Regions from separate parts of the Neogale vison genome. Here region 1 is linked to region 2. A link is a contact called in public Hi-C data. All regions are on one chromosome and are shown on one strand. Each heading gives the region's core, a stretch centred on a gene start, on an enhancer-like site or on the middle of the called end of the contact. The rest is flanking DNA. Distances are from core to core; before and after follow the strand shown.

The links. Hi-C and Micro-C count contacts between places; a contact is called where the count stands out from the background.
Region 1: a Hi-C map of fibroblasts shows a contact between it and region 2, with 2.5 times the contacts expected there. The contact joins two enhancer-like sites. A contact is called at or near these places in 2 of 3 Hi-C or Micro-C datasets (fibroblasts and muscle).

Annotation. Positions count from the first base shown.
Region 1 is chr6:55,084,890-55,091,148 of ASM_NN_V1, forward strand. All of the region lies in intron 4 of BBX (HMG box transcription factor BBX), which reads left to right. Among named protein-coding and RNA genes, the nearest start is that of BBX, 150 kb to the left of the region's middle. Within about 2 kb of position 3,177, the one cell type or tissue checked has open chromatin away from gene starts, as enhancers often do. A contact at or near this core is called in fibroblasts, where this site is marked.
Region 2 is chr6:54,986,824-54,992,733 of ASM_NN_V1, forward strand. All of the region lies in intron 2 of BBX (HMG box transcription factor BBX), which reads left to right. Among named protein-coding and RNA genes, the nearest start is that of BBX, 53 kb to the left of the region's middle. Within about 2 kb of position 1,373, the one cell type or tissue checked has open chromatin away from gene starts, as enhancers often do. A contact at or near this core is called in fibroblasts, where this site is marked.

The DNA.
Region 1 (6,259 bases), core at 1,927-4,426, 100 kb after region 2:
ATAATTCGTAGTTAGGGAGGACAAATCAGGTTTTATAAATGTACTACAGATAAAACTCTTTTTTTTTTTTTTTTAAAAGCAGATGTTGAATACATGGATGAAGATGTTAGGAACAGGGATGGCACAGAGAAGTGGGGCTGAAAGAAGGAAAGAAGACTTAGAGTGTTAGCAGCTTTTTTTTTTTTTAAAAAGGAAGGAACATTTACTGGTTTTCTTTTCCTGTTTTGCATTACTGAGAGATTGCAGATGATTCACTGTGATTTCTCAGACATTTGTCTCCAAGTTCAGTTCTTTCTAGGACAGGTCATTCATGTGTTTATCACTTATTGAATGCATTCTTTGTAGTGAGTATGCTTCAGTCAAATGTGAAAGACAAACCTGCAAACATATAAATTTCAATCCAAGGTAATAATGTCAGAGTAGCTGTGTGAATAAAATACTGTGGGGCTCAAGGAATTTACTCCAGCTAATCAACTGCTGGCCTTTGATCATAATACAGAAATCACAGAAGTTACCTAGAATTGAGACAGAACCTTGTTTCTTCTATCCCACTAGACCCAGAATATTGGCTAATAGGGTAACTGGTATAAACAGAGTGGAATTTCTAAATTCACTTTTAATTAGGATATGATATGTTGAGAGTCTGCTTTATTTCAACGTAGTAGTCAAATATATGCTTCACTTATTTTTAAAGGATTTTTATTTATTTGACAGAGAGAGATCACAAATAGGCAGAGAGGCAGGAGGGGGGTGGGGGAAGCAGGCTCCCTGCTGAGCAGAGGTGCCCAATGTGGGACCTGATCCCAGGACCCTGGAATCATGACCTGAGCTGAAGGCAGAGGCTTAGAGCCACCCAGGCGCCTCTATGCTTGCTTCACTTCTTAATACTCAAATCTATAAAACCCTCCCCAGTAAGTGAATTACAGACCAAAAAGGTCCATTTGCTGTAGTCACAGTCATTATGTAGTGAAGCAGTTAATTTACAGCAAGTGTGAAAAGATGTCACATGGTCATAGACAGGAGGAGGAAGAGAAAATGACTTTTCACTGCAGTGTATTGATTTGGTACCTCAGAAGCCTGCCACTTGGTTCTCTATTAAATTACACTTAACATACTTGATTTTAAAATAACTCATTGGCTTTCTTTTTTGCTTATAAAATTTTACAGGTCAAAAACACTGAAAAGCCTGAGGGCAAAAGTTGAAATCCCCCTTCAATGCATATACAGCTCCATAACCATTGTGAACATATTGGTCTTTGTTCTTCCAGTATTTTTTATAGACATGAGTACAGTTGCACAGTTTTCTTCTAAATTAGAAGTATGGGGTATAAATGTTACTGTAAATGCATTTAAGGAAAATTTTTTTCCCTCAGTTTTACTGGTTCCCTGTGTCCGTCCTTGTTTAGAGTTTTCTCTACTTTAGCGTTGTAGATGTATCTCAAAAGGATCGTGGGATTCAGGGATTGATAACCTGTGCAGTTGTACATTTTGTAAATGTACACTTCCCTATATATCTGTAAGATCACTGCCATTGGATGAGGTTGGGAGGCAAAGTTTTCTTTTTTAGGGAAAAGAAAATAGCTATTTTGGTAGAGAGGAAAATCTTCAGAATATTTATTTACAAGGATTTATTTATGTCAGCATTTGCCGGATGCTGCCAGAGTAACACTGTGGGTTGTCATTCTCTCATTCTGCTTCCTCGGATTTTCCTACAGATGCTGTGAGTCCCCATACATTCACATGCTTAATGCTTCTTTTTGACACGGACCTTTCGGACTCTTCAGTCAAAAACGAACTACGTGCTGGCTTTATGGATGAGTCTCAAAAGTTAGATTTGGCTTTTGGGGACATGTTCAAACAAAACCATACTTTAGGAGCACATGGAATACTTTACTGTCCAAGTACAGATCCAGTTCTCTAAGACCTATCATTCTGTCTGCTCTGAGCTGAGAGAGTGTGCGCATGTGTGTGCAGGTGCGTACACGTGTTAACTTCAAAAGCATAGCTCTTTTCCACAGAAGGTTTTCTTTTCCTGATTGCCTGGGAAAATTCTAATGTTGTAAGGGGGGGCTTTTTACCTTGGATTAAAAATCTTCCTTTGGGTTCATTTAGAAACTTCTGTTTCTCTTCATTTGCTGAGCTTTAAGAACTATTAGTTATTGAAGATAAGAGCTTCCCCCCATAATTTTACAGTGTCTTTGTTTCTTTTTTTGTTTGTTTGTTTGTTTGTTTTTGTTTAATTTTGTTTTGTTTTAGTATTGAAAGACCCACAAGCAATAGCTGTTGAAGTTAAGGAAAATAATTTTCAGTAAATGATACAATGCTGTGATGTTTATCTTCTCTAATTGTTTAAAGTGGAGCATGGAGAAATACTAGGGATGTTTTATTTTAAAATAGGCTTGATTCATTATTGAAGCTACATATTAGTACTAGAATTTTTGTTGTAATAGAAAATTTGAAAGGATGGGGTGCCTGGGTGGCTCAGTCAGTTAAGCTCTGCCTTTGGGTCAGAAAGTGATCCCAGGGTTCTGGGATCGAGCTCCGCAGGAGTTTGCTTCCCCCTCTGCCTGCCACTACCCTTGCTTGTGCTCTCTCTCCCTCTCTGTCAAATAAATCAATGAAATCTTAAAAAAAAAGAAGAAAAAAAATGTGAAAGGCCAAGAATAGGTACTATTTTAAAATATGAAACTTAAACTCTATTTAGGTTTAAGGTCCTCAGAAATTTTTGTTACAGTTATCGTATATTATTACTGAGATAATAGACTAGTTCTGTTGCAGGAGATACAGAGTGATTCTTCAGGACCGTCCTGACATCTCACAGGTGGAATTGAGAGGCTCTGCTGAGGGCGATTAGACGGCACTGTTAGGGTGAGAAGTTCTTACGTCATTATAGCAGGCAGAAGTATCCCAGGCAGCATCAGTGGCAGAGCATAAGCTGCTACTTCTAGGTTGACAAATAAAGGTATTAATTCACTATTAAATTTTAGGGAACATTTTTTTTTCCCCATTGTTGGGAGTGGGATGCCTAACTGAACTATCCATTTGAACTAGTAGTGTCTGCTGTGAACAGTGAGAAAAATGCCTTTCTAAGATCAAAGACAGATACTGTATTTGGAATTTGTTCAAGAAGAGTAACTTCGCAATTACAAATATACTTTTAACTGCAGAATTTTGTTATCTATCTTCAAAGGAGAACTGCTTGTTGATAGGCCACTTCCTGCCTTTCATCTTTTTTTCTGTCTGTGGACAAAGGGGGGGGAAAAAGGAGCTCTGTAGTAATGACAGTCCTTTTTTATGAGTTGTTTTAAAACACAGGCAACTGGATTAGCTATTTTAAAACGTAACGTTGGCTCCTTGTGAAAATGCGGTTCTGATTCTAGGGTGAGGTCGCTGCAAATGGTGAGGTCGCTGCAAATGGTAACTTCCTGCCAGATGAGTAGGAGAGGTCAGCGGTATAATCTCTACAGAAACTGGGGGATGGAAAATAAGAATTTTTAAGCCTTCAGAGCCAGGACCTTTTGTCAACTGACTAGAGGCTGCCAGAATGGAGAGCAAGTTTCAAGAAATAGGAAACCCTTCTAACAGGAGACAATATCTGATGGAGAAAAGACACCGATTTGTCAGCTTGTTCTTGGAATCAGCATAAAGCTACTGTGACCCTGGTATCTAGAGGGTATTTAATCTGGTGCTTGTGGTAAGGAGTGCTGAGGGCGCCACCTAGTGGCAACCGTTAGGCTAGTTGCAGAAGTCATTAAGCAAGATGATTTTTCTAAATGAACGTGAAGAAAGAAACGAAATGGGGAAAAACTGATCCAGGATTGAAACTTAACCTGAGTTTGCTGAATATTACATGTAAAAGGCACACCATTCGCTTTCTTCCTCAGCCTTCATTTTTCTTCATCAACTCTTCACCCGTGCTGCAGCTGAAGAGGGTAATGCAAGTTATCTGCCTTGAGTAATGGACCTCGATTTCTGCTTCTCTGATTGCTTACTGTCTGCTCTAAGTAATGCCGTACAGAAATTCTCTGTGTCTGGAGCACTCTGACTAATGTTGTATTTGGGCAAAAGTTCCAGTTACCACAGAATCCTTCATTCAACTTTCTGATTTTTTTTTTTTCCTGATTTTTATCTTTATTGATTTTCAGTTAAAACTCTCAATATAGGATTTTGGTCTCATATATTTTGTGCCCACAAAGCTTCTTATTGGCACACTTTTTTTTTTTTTTCCCTTGAGGTACTTTATTTAAAATAGCAAGGAACCTGGAGAATTGTAAATTGTCCTCAAAAGAGATAATTTCTTGCCCTCTGCATTCTTCAGGGGTTTCTTTCATTAGGATAGATAATAAAATAAAATTTCCCTTCAGAAGCTTTTCCTGTATTAATCCAGTTTATTTCAGAGACTGAAAGTGGAGAGAAAGAAAGAAACCCAGAATTTATTCTCTTATCTTACTATAAATAAACATAGCAATTTTGAATTTTTAAAATAGCACTTTATCCATTTGTCTTACTGATAATACAACTTAAACGGAATCTCGTTTGTAATTTACAACAACAACAAAAAAACCCCAAAACACCAAGTAACAAAACAACAATTATTTGCTCAAAAGGGACTCAAACTTTATCAGAGAGTAAGAACATTTAGTTTTAAATTTAGCCTCTTATGGGACTTAATTTTATATATCTTTAAATTGATGGGGTTGGACTCTGATTTCTAAGGTCCCTTTCTGGTAAAACACTGTGCAGTTTCATTAGTGAGCCCATGTTTCTATCTCATCTAGAAATAACCATGAGAAGCCTTCTGGTTTGCTTCTCTCTGTTATAGGAGTAGTGGAGTCAATTTTTATATAAGAATAATTGGTCATGCTTACCCCCCAACCCTCGTTTTTAACACATTCTGAAAATTTTCACCTTTTTGGTGATTGGTACTAGGCTGGTAGTTTCTGACCATAGGATGTTTTCGGGGCATTCCTCACAGGTACTCTAGTTACAGAATTTCAAAAGCTAGCTTGTGATAGTGGCTCAGATCCTGTTACGTTTATGAAGGAAGTAGTTAAAGCTGCTGCACATGCCTCCCCATCCACAGCACACTTTGCTTTATCCCGCCCCATAGGGAGGATTTGAAGTAACAGGAGAAATTAGGATTTAGGGTTCTGTGGAGCTGTTTGGTAGCAGTGATACCTCTTAAATGAATTTCAGAAGTTTTGAAAGTTGGAATAATGTGGACTCCAGGATAATTATTTGGGGAATACTAAATAAAGTAAATCTTAGTTACAAAATACTTAACTGATCAGCCACAGAGCAGGAAAAAAGTCACCCAACGAAATACGGATCTGGATTCCATTTGTTAATATTTACTTGTTCTGTAGAGGTCATTAAGTGAACTCAAGAATATGTAATATGCTGACCCTTATAAACTGCCAGCACAATGATTTAATTGTAGTTCAGGCTCATAATGCTAATTAAAAGAAGTGAAACCCTATTGAGTCACTTTAGCAATGCATGGTACATGACACTTGAAAAAGAAAATCACAGGTTCAAGCTGACAGAGGTGGTCATCATGTATTTTACCTCTGAGTCCTTTGGTCTTCAGAGGACTTCACAGGAACCTTTTTAGTTTAATCCCATTTTTAAAAAAGTATTGCAGCAATTGCAGAGTTTACTGTTTCCCCTGTGCTTCTAGAGTCTCCTACATATAGACTGGAAGCCTTGAGTCCTGGTGTCCAGCGTGCTCCTTTCTTAGGTGTGTTACTGCCGACAAGTTTCCCTTCTGAGCTTCAGTTGCCTTACCTCTGAAATGTGGGTCATTATGGTTCCTACTTCACAGTGTCATTTTGAAGATTAAATAAGTTAATGATTGTAGGAGAGCCTGGGTGGCTCAGTCAGTTAAGCCTTCAGCTCAGGTCATGGTCCTTCCTGGGATCTAGTCCTACAGTAGGCTCTCTGCTCAGTGTGGCGTAGGTAGGGGGAGAGGGGAAGGGAGACAAGTCTGCTTCCCCTTTCCCGTAGCCCCACCCCCTCCCAGCTTGTGTGCTCGCTTTCTCTCTCTCTCTCTCTCAAATAAAATGTTTTTTTTTAAAAAATGAATGAATTGTATTAGAAGATGGCCTTAGGTTCAGAAATTAAAACATAAAAAACATACCTAGCCCCACTGTTCTCTGTGCTCTTTTCTACATGAAAATTCTATTTTCATTTTTAAACTACATGTCTTCACTTATTTATAATAAAAATGTACTTTACAGAATTGAAAGTAATTTTCTGG
Region 2 (5,910 bases), core at 123-2,622:
AATTTGTGGCACAGATTTGCTTTTTGACATTCAGTATTCTTTAGGTGCAAGTCAACATTCCAAGGATTGATCTCTCTGGTTAATTTTTACCTTATGAATTTTGTTTTAGTATTAGGGTCTGTGTCTTTGGCTAGAAGGGACTGACCAAAACTTTAATAACGACTTTTTTTCTCCCAAAGCTCTTTATAAACATTAAATCACAAGAAGAAATTTATTTTTTACTGCATCTCTAAAAGGCACATAGAATTTGTTACCATACATCCTATTAATTAAAATACTAAAAAGGATCCTTGAAACACCTGTTCCTCTCTAAAGGGAGGGGGTGGACCAGTGTGTGGTAATGTTGGTGAGTGTGAAGCAGAATGTGATTCACCTAGCAAGGAAGTAAATGCACATTTGTGGTTTTAAATTTATCAAAACAACATTTCCAAAGAGAAAAATCAGTAGGAATAGGAGGAAGGATTGGCAGATAAAGGTGTTCTGCTTCTGTCTTGCAAGGAGAGGAATTTGAGGCTTCTTTTAAGTGTATGATCACTCAAGCTACTTAAACTCCCAAGTCTTTCTTTCCTCATCTTTAAAGCGGGATAATAACTTAAATACCTGTCCCACTGACTACTGGAAAAAATAGTGAGCTAAAATATATAAATGGCTTCTCTGTCTCTTGGCATATGGTATTCTCTAAGTCCCTGATAATAACGGAAGTAGCTCCCGTTACATCCAATATCCATGTATCCAATAATCTTAAATGAAAATTAATTGGGTACTTAAAGTTCAGTGGTAGCAAAAGGAGTGGACAGGAAAGATTGAGTGAGTGAAGGGATATAATGAGCTCCATATGGACTTAACAACTGGTGATGTGAGTGTTGAAGTAAGGGGGTACCAAGGTGCACGTGGTGGTTCAGGTATGGAGACTGTTAAAAAGCTGGTGTTCTTCCTAACCTCAAGAAGATTGGGTTTTCAGAGAAGTGCTAGTGAGGCAAAGCAGTAGCTTGAAAAACTCGAGATAACTTTTGTTTTTATTTGACACACTTGTTTTAGTTAATTTGTGTTTAAATTCACCATTTTTAAATGCTTTTAATTAAAGTGCATTTTGCAGGGATGGGTGTGGGGGGAAAGGGGTTGGTGTTCTGCTACCTAAGTTAATTCAAGTTTTCAGGACTAATTTGTTTGGCTAGTGACTGTTCTCCCTAAGCAGTCAAATGGCAAAATTTCTGTTTAAAAGAATCAGTTCTTCTTTAAGAAAAATAGTATGTAGAAGTGTGGCCAGGTACATTCATTGCACTGTAAGAGGGAGACTGTTGTGTGTGTGTGGGGGGGTTGTCAGGAAGCATGTAGGTGGGAAGGGTTTCCTGTTTCCAGGCAACAGTGAGGAGCTCCAGAGAGAAAGCAACTTGAATATAAATTCATTCAGGAGAGGACATTTTACCACACTGCCTTCTAGCTGGTGGGGACACAGATTGATTCTGGAAGATAGGGTGGAGTTTAAACTTCATTTGTCTATGAGTAAAGTTACTGGAACCCTAATTCTCATGAGATTTTGTATGTACAAAAAATAATCCAGTACTAGTGGCCAGGTTAGGATTTTACGTATTTTGAAAACAGTGGCACCTGCGTGTTTAACTCCTTTCTCCTTTTCCAGAACCATGGGCTTCCTGTGTCCTCATTTTCCTGTCTGTCTGCTTAGACAGCAGAGGGGCTCTTGGCCTTAGAGCAGGCTCTTTGCCTGCGGGCCTCTGTCTGCAGGAAGGAGGGAGAAGCACAGCATGGGCAGCTCACTGGGAGGCAAGGCCAGCCCCATGGTTTCACGGGGAGCAGATGGGAAGGAGAATCCCTTCGGTTTCCGGGCCATGGGGAATGTGGGCTGGTCCCCGACTGGTGACATTTTCCCTGTCCCTTGAAATGCAGGAGGGCGGTGGATTAGGAAAAGTGGAAGAAGGCATTTGCAGGCGGTAGCTACCTGATCAGGGTGAATTAATCTTGAAGCAGTCAAGGTAATAGGAAAGGCAATTGTTTAAATATTGGTCCCTCGAAGATTTTGTAACTGTTACAGTGACTCTGTGAGCCTTGAAGGACCATCTCATTTTATACTCCAGCCCTCAAGCACAGGGGTAGTCACCGAGTTTATGGAGCCCTGAGAAACTGGGGAAGGGTCACACAGGCTGGGGAAGAATTGCCTGTGTCTTTTCTCACTTTCACACTGTGTTCCCCCCAGAGTTGTGGAAGTAAGCTACTTTGCTTTTAAAATCAGCTTTTTATTATCTCGCTATACTGCTTCTATTCATTAAGAGTATTCTTCAACATCTGAGTGGGTGACAGTTCTTGTAAAGGGGTGAGAAAGCATCCTGGCCCATCTTGGGCTGGGAGCTGTCCTCTGCTCCCACACGAGGTGACGAGCAGGTGTTCTTGTGTGAGGCTCGGCCTGGAAGAGTTGCTGGTTTTATGGCTTAGTCTGGAGCCTTCTTGAGTAACTTACCCTGCGACCCTAGGTGCAGTCTGCTCACTGGTTTAGTTACAGGCTACGCCAAGAGCTGCCCAGACACTTAAGCAAACATGCAGAATCCAAGCTTTATATTGGATCCCCCTCTCGCCATGAGTCGGAAGATGAATCATCCCTTGAAGGGTCTAATCTGTCTCCTTATTGTCCTGTCTGGAAGGGTCACATTATTTAAGTGTAACTCCTCAAGGCCTGGCAGATCTTTTCAAACAAATGTTGATGGATACTCTGCAGTCCCTCCCATCTCAACAGACTTCTTTATGCTTCTTTCTGCATAAGACACTTAACCTGTGTTGAGGGTGCCTCTTTTATGACCAGAGAGAAGAAGTTAAAGGAGTTTAATCCTCACGGTTTAGATAGTGTGTTCTTCCCCAGTAATGCCGCCAGCTTTTAGGCTGGTGTGGAGCCCTGTTGCTCTTTGTAGCCCCGTCTTCATTCTGTACTGGAGTTCTCTGTTTCCTTTGGGGACCTTAGGTACCTGTAGTGGGTTGAGTATCTTTTAAGTTTTAACTATCATTTTCTTCAGAATTAATTTTTAAATCTAGTTTTAAGAACATGAGTTGGCAAGTTTTAGGGTATTTCTGTTACTTATATAATTATGTATTTATGGCAGTGAATTTCCCCCCATGTACCTTTGCATTGTATTTGAGAAGGTCATTTTTAATCAGTGCAGCAGATTTTAAAAAGCCAGTAATCTTTTAGGTAAAATTTGAGTTACTTATGGCATTATGTAGGCAATTAGTTGGGTCTCCTTCATTTTAACTGCTTAGTATCATTTACAGAGTTCAAGTTCAGATACAGGAAATTATGAAAGGTTAATGTAATAAAAATAGACTACTGATGCATCATTCTTTTTTAAAAATGAAAAAATAAAGAGTTCAGTTTACTAGGAGTTTATGTTGCCTTTTTATCTGATTTTCAAAGACCTCGCTTCTGTTGGTGCTTGTATTTTAGCAGAAGATATCTCACATCTGGGACGCCTGGGTGGCTCAGCCCGTTAAGCATCTGCCTTTGGCTCAGGTCTTGATCCCAGGGTCCTGGGATCAAATTCTGTACTGGGCTCCATGCTCAACAGGGAGTTTGCTTCTCCCTCTCCCTCTGCTGTGTCTCCTGCTTGTGCTCTCTCTCTCTCTGACAAATACATAAGTAAAACCTTTAGAAAAAATAAAGTCTCACATCCAAAGTTTTTTTGTTGTTAATTTTTCCCATTGTTACTATTCTCACTACTCTCCTGCAATAATACCATCCTTGCTTTTTCTTTGAATGTTCAAAATTGTTATAGCACATTCATGTGATTAATACATATTAACAATTTGTTTTATATATATATTTTTAAAAAGATTTTATTTATTTAACAGAGATCACAAGTAGGCAGAGAGGCAGGCAGAGACAGAGAAGGGGGATGTAGGCTCCCCACTGAGCAAAGAGCTCCATGTGGGGCTCCATCTCAGGACCCTGGGATCATGACTTGACTGAAGGCAGAGGCTTTAACCTACTGAGCCACCCAGGCACCCCATGTTTTATTTTTTTAAAGAATCAAAAATACAGTTTCCACAGGGGATTCATTTTAGTAAAGGAATGTTATCTTTTGATGTTCGTTACACTAAACTTTAGTTGAATTCTTAGTAGTTTGTTTACCAAAAATAGGAATGATAGAGGTATGCTATCAGGAAAAAATACCCCATGGTTTTAAAATATTAAACGGTCAATATTTTTAATAAGACATGCTAAATTTCATGGTTTAGCCTTCTGTAATTATGCAAATAAATGTTTAAAATATGAAAGAACTAAAGTCTTCCTGATATCTGATCTCAGGCTGACCTTTTTAATTTTTATTCATAAGTGAATTCCTGAATGAATTTTGCTTAAAGAATAATCTATATTTAACTAGGAGCAAATTTAAACCAAGCTTTTAATTTTTCATGGGAGCTGCTAGTTTTGTCTTAAAATATCTTTAATCATACTTTAACTTACTGAGCTTTTATAGAGTAATCACACTTAAGTTCTGAAGTGTAGGATAGATAAAAGAGAAATCTAAGACACTTCCTCTGCATCCTAGGAAAGGAATAACCTTTTCTCCATTTCTGCACAATCATTTTTGGTGATACAGGCCAGTCTCTTTTCAGGATTCCAAAATTTGGGGATTTTCCCTTCTGTGATCCTTTGTAAGTGCCTTGTTCCTACCAAGTATGAAATGAAAGGACTTTATTTTCTTCAGTCTTCGGTCTTGCAGGGCCTAACAGTGCTTTGTACATGCTAGACAGATAATTGTGGAATTAAGCAGAGATTTTTAAAAAGTAGCTTTAAGAATGGAATTGTATGCCAAATTATAATTAGTAGTTTGCTAATTGGACTCCTCTGCTGTGGGCATGAAATGATGTTGTTCAGTTTTTATAACATTGCATACATCCTTGGTACTTAATATCCTTGTGTTGGCTGTTTGCAAACAGAACTTTAAGATAATAAAATTTGCTTGAGTTCTACATAAGGAATGCAGGTTATCAGCAGTTAGACAGAATTGATAGAGTCTATTAAATCTATGCTTAATCCTATACCATGTTCTCTAAGAGTAGTTGTCTGATTTTTTTTAAAAAGAATTCTATTATATCATTATTATTACTATTACACATTTTAAAGTAGAGTTTAGAGTCTGTTTGTATATAGTATTATTCCATCTATAGCAGCACATATTTATTTTTATTTTTTAAAAGATTTTATTTATTGCACATGTTGATTTTAGGACAATATGTGTGTGTGTGGCCAAATACTTATTTATTTATTTATTTAAAAAAATTTTTTTCCCCAGCATAACAGTATTCATTGGTTTTTGCACCACACCCAGTGCTCCATGCAATACATGCCCTCCCTAATACCCACCACCTGGTTACCCCAACCTCCCACCCCCCCTTATTTAAAAAAAAAAAAAAAAAGAATCGAACTAAAAAAAAAACTTTATTTCAAAGATTTAGGCAGAAGCAATAATTTTTTCTTAGCTTATAAGGACATCAGCTATTTCAGCCAACTTTCTCTTTAATAAAGTATTCATTTTAACCTGGTAAAAGTATTTTTAAAGTACTTCTATAGATAGCAAGTGTTTTGCAAAATCGTATGCTTTTGGAAACACTTGACAAAAATTTGTGCAGTTTTTACCTAAAGAATTTTCAGTATATATATGGCATATATAGAAACTTTTTTTTTAAGGGTTTATTTATTTATTTGAGAAAGAGCTTGAGAGAGAGATACGGAGAACGCAAGCTGGGTTAGAGGCAGAGGGAGAAGGAGACTCCTTGTTGAGCAGGGAGCCTAATGTGGGGCTCGATCCCAGAATCCTGGGATCACGACTTGAGCTAAGGCAGTTGCTTAACCACTGAGCCACTCTGGCGCCCCTGTATAGAAACTTTTTTTTTTTTTTAAAG